3 separate regions of the Mus musculus genome follow, and all the other regions are linked to region 3. The links are chromatin contacts, called in public promoter capture Hi-C maps. All regions are on one chromosome and are shown on one strand. Each heading gives the region's core, a stretch centred on a gene start, on an enhancer-like site or on the middle of the called end of the contact. The rest is flanking DNA. Distances are from core to core; before and after follow the strand shown.

Region 1 (2,700 bases), core at 188-2,687, 360 kb after region 3:
CAGAGTGCATCTGACCCCCTCCTGCATCCTGCTTCCCTCCTTACTGAGAGTCCCAAGAGCCATTTACCACATCACCATTTAAGAGTGTTTATATATTTCAGGAGTCCCCTCTCCGCACCCCGCAAGAATTCAAACCCTACCCGGTGAGAGAAAAGAATCTCGCTACTAACCCAGAACTCACGGAGCACAAAACTTGCAGATCCTTATGCACAGACAAAAATTATGAGCATCCTATTTCCAGGACTCTGAGCCCTTCTCAGTTTTTTCACTGTCCCACCTATGGCCTCCCCAGACTCCGCAAGAGCCTCAGTGCCGCCCCCTTCACTTCCTTGTTCCTCAGTGTGTAGATGAGAGGATTGAGAGCGGGAGTGACCACCGTGTAGAAGAGCGAGACGAATTTGCCACGGCCCTGGTTGTAACTATGCGTGGGTTGCAGGTAGGTGTAGGTGGCAGAGCCATAAAATAGGCAGACCGCGGTCAAGTGAGAGCCACATGTGCTCGCCGCTTTCCGCCAGCCAGAGCTGGAGTGCATGCCCCAGACCGCGCGGCCCACGGCGATGTAGGAGGCCAGGATGACCGCCGAAGGCACCAACAGGATGACCACACGCGCGGCGAACATCTGGCGCTCGGTGGCGCTGCGGCCGCCGCGGCAGGCCAGCTGCAGCAGCGCCGGCAACTCGCAGATGAAATGGTCCAGACAGCGGGGTGCGCACAGGGGACGCGCGGCCAGCAGGGCGGTCTGCGCCGCGGAGTTGGCCAGGCCACCGAGCCAGGAGACTCCGGCCAGCGTGCGGCACAGTAGCGGCGAGGCCAGTGAGGTGTAGCGCAGAGGGTTGCATACCGCAGCCGCGCGGTCCAGCGCCATGACGGCCAGCAGCACGCACTCGGCGGAGCCCAGCGCCAGCGATGAGCACAGCTGAGCCATGCACCCAGCGCGCGGTAGCTGCAGCATTGAGCCGCGCAGGCTGGCCAGCAGCGGTGGCACCACACTAGTGGTGAAACCCACATCCACCAGAGCCAAGTGGCAAAGGAAGTAGTACATGGGTGTGTGCAGGCGAGGGTCGCGAATGGCCAGCAGCACCAACGCCGCGTTGCCGGTGAGCGTTAGTAGGTAGCAGAGAAGGACCAGTGCGAAGAGGACAGGCTGCAGAGAGGGCCAGTCGCTGAAACCCAGCAGTAGGAAGCGCTCCGCTGAGCTGTGGTTAGCCTGAGGGGGAAAACTCCAAGAAGGTTCGGAAGGCGAGACAAAAATATTTAATGCTAGACAGTGTTGCGGGCCTTGCGCTGGGAGGCAAAGGCCAGAAATTTCTGTGAGTTCGAGGCCAGCCAGAGCTACATAGTAAAACCCTGTCTTACCGCTAACCACAACAAACAAGAACCTCCAATATGGGATAAACTCGGCACATGCCCAAGTTTTGGTTTTGTTACATAGCCACATCCCAGTATTCCTTTACAAGTCCTTCAAGGGGGATAGAAACTGTGCTTAACAGGTGAGCCAATTAGACACAACTTACAAGATCAAATTGTCCTAAGTCTATCGCTAGCTAACCAGGTCTGTGTTCCTGGTTCTGGTTGCCCTTCCAGGGATTAAGGAAGAAATTCAGCATTCCTCCTAAGGGCAGCTATAAAGATACTTTGTATAAGAAGGGCATACTCCACTCTGAGCACCCCGCCCCCAGTTTTCCTTAAAAGTGGGCGTTGTCTAAGAGTTAAGCCTGAGTGAGACTAGATGGAGCAGTATCATCCACTTTTCTGTTTATGCAACAGTTAAAGCCAAGTGCGCTCTGATAGGAGGAGCCAAGAAATATCTAGCTATAGTTTCCACTGGACTACACCAAATATGGTAACTGTAGCCAATCAAATATTTTTGTCCTTAGTCTCCTTTCCTTCCTCTCTGCCTCCGTTGTCTCTGCCTGTCTTGAGGTTTCTTTCCTTCTCTCCCTGCCTGCTTCTCTCTCTCCCGCCCTCCCTTCTTTCCAGTAGGGCCTCATGAAGCCCAGGTTGGCCTTCAGTTCTACTTGAGAGGCAGAGGATGGCCTTTGAACTCCTGATCCTCTTGTGTCAACCTCCAGAGAGCTAGGATTATAATCATGAGCTACAGTGTCCAGCATCCACCCAAATGTTTCTTTGTTTTACTTCTGTGTTCATCCTATCAAAATGTTCCCTATGTTTCCCGGCTGTGGCCCACTGAACCACTTTTGCCTGATTCAGAAATAGCTATTTGCTCAAATAAACCCGTTTAAAGTTTATTGTGCCTCGCCCCCCCCCCCCTTGGGCTGGGGATTGAATCTGGGACCTTGCACATGCTAAGCATGCTCAGACTGAGCTATGCTCCTACTCTGTGAGTTTGTTTTTAACATGTTATACTGGAATACTTCCTATCAGACCAGAAATGAGGAGCCCTCAGGCCTCAAACTGTACTCAGCTAAAACAACAGTGTCTGGTTGGTTATTTGAGATGTAGAAATCATTTCATATCATTCTCCTTCAAGTTTGTCATGTGTAAATGGTGGTGGAATTTGACTTCTTGGGTCTATCATGGGCTTTCCTGTCAACTGTTTCTCAAACAAATTTAAAAGAAATGCAAGAAACAAAAAGGACCTCGATTTCAAGGCTCTAGGTATTGATACTGAATTCAACAATCTGGGGGATACAGAAATTATCATGGTTGATAGAATAGATAAAACTTGCACAAGAGTCT
Region 2 (2,742 bases), core at 27-2,526, 410 kb after region 3:
AGGCGGGCCACTGGTCTATGGTTTTTATTTCAACCTAAGACAGGGGCATGTGTCAAAGGCTGTGTTTTTCTTAATAAACACTAAAATGTCATGTTTGTGCAAATAAACACAAACAAGCTGCATGTGTACTCTGAGATGGGTCAGAAAAAGGCCAATTAGATTCAGTGCTAAGACAGGCATGGCTGCGAGCCAACTTAATTCCCAGGCAGGACCATGGAGCATAAGTAAATTTTACGCCCCTGTCCAGCTATTTTTAATAAATAAAAAGGGAGGAACTGTACCCTTCCCCCAGCCTTGAGCAGGCTGACTCAGACCTGGCTTGCCACAGCCAGCAAGCCCACCTAGGGTGGAGTCCTCTGACCTAGGTAAAGTCTATTGTCATGCCACATCTACAGTTTTCCTCCAAGACACCTGTTGAGTAGGTGAACCTGTTCTCCTGACACTATCCTGACAAAGCAACAGGATCCTGGCTTGGTGGGGGATGGGTCCCCCCCCCCCCCCCCCGCCTTTATAAACTCAGACTCATAAGTAAACATTGGCCTTGATCAGAACTTTGTCTTGGCTTATTATTTCTCTCGCAGCCTTTCCCATCCAAAACCCCATCTTTTCTTTCAGGAATCCAGTACCCACTGGCTGGTGGTGGCTACAGGTACTAAATTCCCTAGCTGAAGACAACCTTGAACTCCTTCCAAAATCCTATATGTCCTGGAGACTGGGTTTATAAGTGTGTACCCCCAGGTAGGACCTTAACACTTCTAGCTTCCAAGTGTGATAATTATTGGTAGACCTAACTCATAAAAGTTATCCGTGGAGTCTGCCTGAGTCTTATTTCCAGCACTCATGTGGCAATTAATATGACCAGTAACGCCAGTTCCATGGTGTCAGATGCCTACTTCTAGCTCTGCTGTTACCAGACACTTATGAGGTGCACAGACATAAATATAAGCAAAACATCAGTACACATAAAACAAAAAAACATGTTTTGTTTGTTGTAGAGAACATACTGATCCTAGAATATTAGAAACGTTCTAGGAAACATGACATTAAGTACTCAGTGTAGGAGAACAGAGATCAAATCCAAGCCCAGTTTCCAGGTTTAACCCAGCATTGGAGATTCCTCCATTTCCTCTGAGGTTTCACTTCTTTGTAACTTTGTAAACTTTGTCAGGTACTTTTGCCTGGATACTGATGATGCTTCTGCAACTCTCATTATAATTGGCTGGCAGGTACTTAGCGAATCTAATCAGGGCTACGGGAAGGATGGGGTCCTCAAGCAACAGAGCTGTCCTGCAGATGGCGGTGGTGGCTTTGGCTCTTACCCAAACAGGTGCTGGTGAGTTCAGGGGTTGGAAAGGAAATAACCTCTAAAGGGAGAAACAAGGGTGTCGTGACCAGATTTTCGGGATCCCTTCTCCTCCTGGTCCTGAGTTCCACTCCCTGCCCCACCCCCAATCCATTGCTTGCCCACTGGCCCGGGGTTATCTGGGAAGGGTTCTGATGTTGGAATTTTCCCTGACTCTTCTCTGGGAAGACATTTGGACCACAATCTCAAATGACACAATTGTTTATTTTATGTTATCATTGTATTTTAATGTCTATCTATGAGTATATGATGTGGATACTTGGGTGTATAATGTAATTATGTCTTTAGTGCTTGTATGTATGTGTGTGTATATGCATGTAAGTATGCATGAATGTTTGTGTGTGTGTTTGCTTGTGTTTATATGTTTGTATGTGTGCATATGTGAGTGTATGTGTGTGTTTATGTGTATGTATGTGTAAGCCAGTACTGTGTATCTCCCTCTATCTTTTCTATCTATCTTCAGATGGGATCTTGCCAATTTGGTTAGACCAGCTAGCCAGTAAATTCCAGAGATTCTCCTTTTTCTGCTCTCCTGGTACTGAGATTATAGATTTGAATCAACCACATGCAGACTGAATATACACAGTTTAAACAATTTACATCTAAGTCACAAATAACTAAATCTTAAAGATCTAATTTCTAAAATTACAATTCTGGAAAAATATTTTTTGACTCATTTAAAGATGTTTAGTTACATTTTGAAGAGGTGTTTACTTAAGGTGTATAAAGTATTACAGAGACCACTTTATCCCATAAAATAGGTAATAGCATACTTGTTTGCATGCACAAGCACTTGTATACACAAATGAATGTCACAATGATGTATCATTGTGAGCAACATAAACTAGGAAGCAGTATCATTAACAAATGCTAGCCTTGCCTGAGTCTCGGTACTGACCATCTACTGTGCATGGGAACATGGGACAGAAAAGCCATAATCAGAGTGGAAGGTCCCTGCTGAGAACAGACACTCCAGAAAGCTTTATTATACTTCTTTCATATGTCATGTGTTTTATATCCTTCCCTGAGTCTGCAGTCCTAGTTCTAGCAGCTTCGCTTGGGCTAGGATTAAGGCTTTTGTTTTTGTTTTTTGTTTCGTTTTTTCGAAACGTATGTATAGCTCTGGCTGTCCTGGAACTCACTCTGTAGACCAGGCTGGCCTTGAACTCAGAAATCTACCTGTCTCTGCCTCCCAAGTTCTGGGATTAAAGGCATGTGGCTTAAGGCTTTTTTCATAGACCTTTATGGCCCTGCTGTCTTCCTGGCCTTTTACCCACTGTTTTCTTTCTGCAGAAGGAAAAATGCAACAGGTACATCCAGACTGCTAATAAGTATGATGGAATATGGTCCCTAATATGGAATAGAGTAGACAGGAGCCC
Region 3 (2,700 bases), core at 42-2,541:
AGAAGATTTTTATTGTAGATATAAGGGAAACGCAGGCAGAGTGGGAAGAACCGGTACTGAATATGGGCAGCCTGGTCTACAGAGCGAGTTCCAGGACAGCCAGAGCTACATAGTGAGACTCTGTCTCTAAACAAAACAAAACAAAGCTCCCACCCCCAATATCAACTGAAAGAGCAGGTATCTAGTGATTTTAGGGTGTGCTGAGATCAAAGTCCAGAGCACAGGCATCCAGAACTCCGCTCCACCCCCTACAACAGCTCACAGGAAACTCAAAAGCACTCCCCATATGTTGGTGAAATGTTAGGACTTAGGACTCGGAGCCCTCCTGCAGCTCGGACTACTTCTTTGGAAGTAGCAGGAACTGTGGATTTCCTGCAGAGCAGAAAGCTGTGTGCAAAAAGGGCTTTCAGGCTAGTGGGCGTGGTCGAGTCCTTGGCTGTGGAGCTGCAGGAGGCTCTCAAAGCTCCTGTAGAGGGCCTCAGTACCAGATATTGCAGGTTCTGTAGTTTTTCTCAGTTTTCAACAAATTCCCCCTTCGTAGCCCAGGCTGGTATTGAACTCTAATGCCTCGGTTTCCCTAGCGCCAGGATCTTTAAATGTTTTGCATTTATTTATTTAGCGTAGGTGGAGAGTGCATGTGCTTGTGGAGCTTAGAGGACAACCAGAATAGATGTTCTCATGTCCCATCATGTGGGGGATATGGGATTTGAAAGCCAGTCATCTGATTTGGTGGCAAGCATCTTTACCCACTGAACTATCACTGTGGTGTGGGGTGGAGTGTGGAATGTGTATGTGTGTTTACTTTGTTCTGTACAGCAGGAACAGCACCTGCCTTGTGTAAGGAAGGCTAGTTGTCAAAAATGGTTCATCCTAGCCAGGAGCTTCGAAAATGATATTTGTGATGGATCTTGGAAAAACTTGATAGACTGGTCTGATCTTAGTTAGAGGCAGGCCCTGAGGAGGAAACCCCATCTAAAACCCAGCCCTTGCAGACACCCCAGCCCACCCCTAACCGCAGGGAATCAGAAATGGGGTCTCGAAAGCTATGGGGGCTTCAGCACCCTAACCTACACGAGGCCTCGCGCGACCTCAGCAGCTGGAAGACAACCGTGACGCACTGGCCGCTTCCGATTTCACTTTCCTTTTCTCGGGCCCGGCCGCTTCACCTCTTTGGCCGCTGCCTGGGGATTTGCCCAGTGATCAGTGACGTCAAGAATCCTGAAGTTCCCATTGGAGGATGGAGTTTGGCAAGAGCCAATCCCAGGGCTGGTCCCAGAGAAATCTCGGCGGAGGGCCCGGAGCTCCCGGAGACTGCTGGGCGGGGAGACTGTGGTGCCGGCTGCTTGCTCAGGACCTACCCCGCGGAGCAGCTCCAGGGAGAGGAGTGACCCGGCCCGGAGAGCGGCGCGGGTGAGTGCGGTTTGCACTGGTGAGGAGACGCGGAGGAGCGGCCGCCGTGCGACCCGGGTGGGGACAGCGAAGGCGGCCGCGGGCCCTGGGCAGGGCTAACCAGGCCCGGGCGCGCGGGACGGCGAGCTCGCGTGAGCGCCGCGTCCCCGGCTCGCCTTTGGGCCTTTCGCCCTGAGCTCGCCGTGTTCCTTCCTCCTCAGGTCCAACCCAGACTTACTTCAGTCTCTTCCAGTCCCCAGAGCCAGAAGTGAGCGGGACCCGGATGACGTTCCACCTGGTGGCTTGGAGCCCTGCATGACCAGAAGCAGGTCTTATATTTATGTATCTGTTTATTTTTTTTTTATTTATTTATCCTCAGAGTAAACTGGTTTAGCTAGTTGTACCAAGAGCTGTGCGTTCGTTATCACTGATGATTTTACTACCTAATTAGCTTAGGAAAAGAAAGTATAAACCTGGCTGTGGACTGGTGCACGCCTTTACACCCAGTGCTTGGGAGTTAGAGGCCAGTCTGGTTTACAGACTAAATGAATTCTAGGATAACCAGGGCTACAAAGAGAGCCCCTGTCTTGACCCCCACCCCCACCCCCACCCAAAAAAAAAAAAAAGAAAAGAAAAGAAATGTATGAATTTAACTTTGGGAAGTGAATAGGAGGAGACACTTAACAATTCCCCGTACATTCCAGATTTTGACAACACAACCATTTGTGTGTGTTTCAAAGAAGGGAAGAATGACATGCGCTCGTTCATGCATGCCTGAACCCCTTGTTAGTGAGATGGATTCATGATGCCTAGAGTATTCCTCCCAAGTTAAAACAAACAAACAAACAAACCCATATTTTTCTAAAAGAAAGCTTTCATTAATGCCTTTAAAACTGCAACTTTTAAATTTGATAATGATGACGATGGTGATGACAACGACAGGGTGTCTCCATGTATCCAAAATGGTCTGAAACTGACCATGGCAGCCCAGGTTAGCCTCCTGCCTCGAGTGCTTCGATTACAGAGATTACAGGCATCTGCCCACACTTTTGAATACACTTAATTTTTTTTAGAACAGTTGTACATTTACAGAAAAAATTGAGAAAACAGTGTGTGAAGTGTCTATAACTCCCAACTGATTTCCTTTCATTGACAAATAACACATTATTATTGGCCAAAGTCCACACACTATATTTATTCACCTTTTCCTTTTCACCTTATCCCTCCATATTCTCACCCAGGTTGCTGCACTGCATTGGTTTTTAGATTTGGTTTCAGAGTTTTCAGAGACACTTATGTAATGGATACCTC

What was found. Promoter capture Hi-C pulls out the DNA fragments that hold promoters and counts their contacts.
Region 1: a contact with region 3 is called in a promoter capture Hi-C map of embryonic stem cells, with 5 times the contacts expected there. The contact joins the promoter of Olfr94 here to the promoter of Trim26 in region 3. A contact is called at or near these places in 23 of 39 promoter capture datasets (the 3T3-L1 cell line, 3T3-L1-derived adipocytes, the HPC-7 cell line and 13 more), 5 of 15 datasets of contacts at CTCF or cohesin (the NIH/3T3 cell line, embryonic stem cells and stem cell-derived epiblast-like cells), 47 of 484 Hi-C or Micro-C datasets (the G1E-ER4 cell line, the HL-1 cell line, the HPC-7 cell line and 17 more), 16 of 115 datasets of contacts at active chromatin or transcription factors (T-cell acute lymphoblastic leukemia, astrocytes, embryonic stem cells and 2 more) and 2 of 9 other capture datasets (adipose tissue and liver).
Region 2: a promoter capture Hi-C map of second pharyngeal arch cranial neural crest shows a contact between it and region 3. The contact joins the enhancer-like site here to the promoter of Trim26 in region 3. A contact is called at or near these places in 5 of 39 promoter capture datasets (cranial neural crest, embryonic stem cells, frontonasal cranial neural crest and 2 more), 7 of 115 datasets of contacts at active chromatin or transcription factors (embryonic stem cells and pancreatic cancer cells) and 3 of 9 other capture datasets (adipose tissue, embryonic stem cells and liver).

What each region holds. Positions count from the first base shown.
Region 1 is chr17:37,196,529-37,199,228 of GRCm38.p6, forward strand. It overlaps Olfr94 (olfactory receptor 94), which reads right to left and starts at 1,438. Exons shown (of 1, transcript NM_001011518.1): 1 at 278-1,438. The coding sequence starts at 1,438. The coding sequence ends at 278.
Region 2 is chr17:37,245,670-37,248,411 of GRCm38.p6, forward strand. No RefSeq gene overlaps it. Among named protein-coding and RNA genes, the nearest start is that of Olfr97, 15 kb to the left of the region's middle. Within about 2 kb of position 1,277, at least 41 of the 459 cell types and tissues checked have an H3K27ac peak or open chromatin away from gene starts, as enhancers often do. A contact at or near this core is called in second pharyngeal arch cranial neural crest, where this site is marked.
Region 3 is chr17:36,835,855-36,838,554 of GRCm38.p6, forward strand. Trim26 (tripartite motif-containing 26) reads left to right here and starts at 1,292. Exons shown (of 10, transcript NM_001025599.3): 1 at 1,292-1,410; 2 at 1,611-1,718.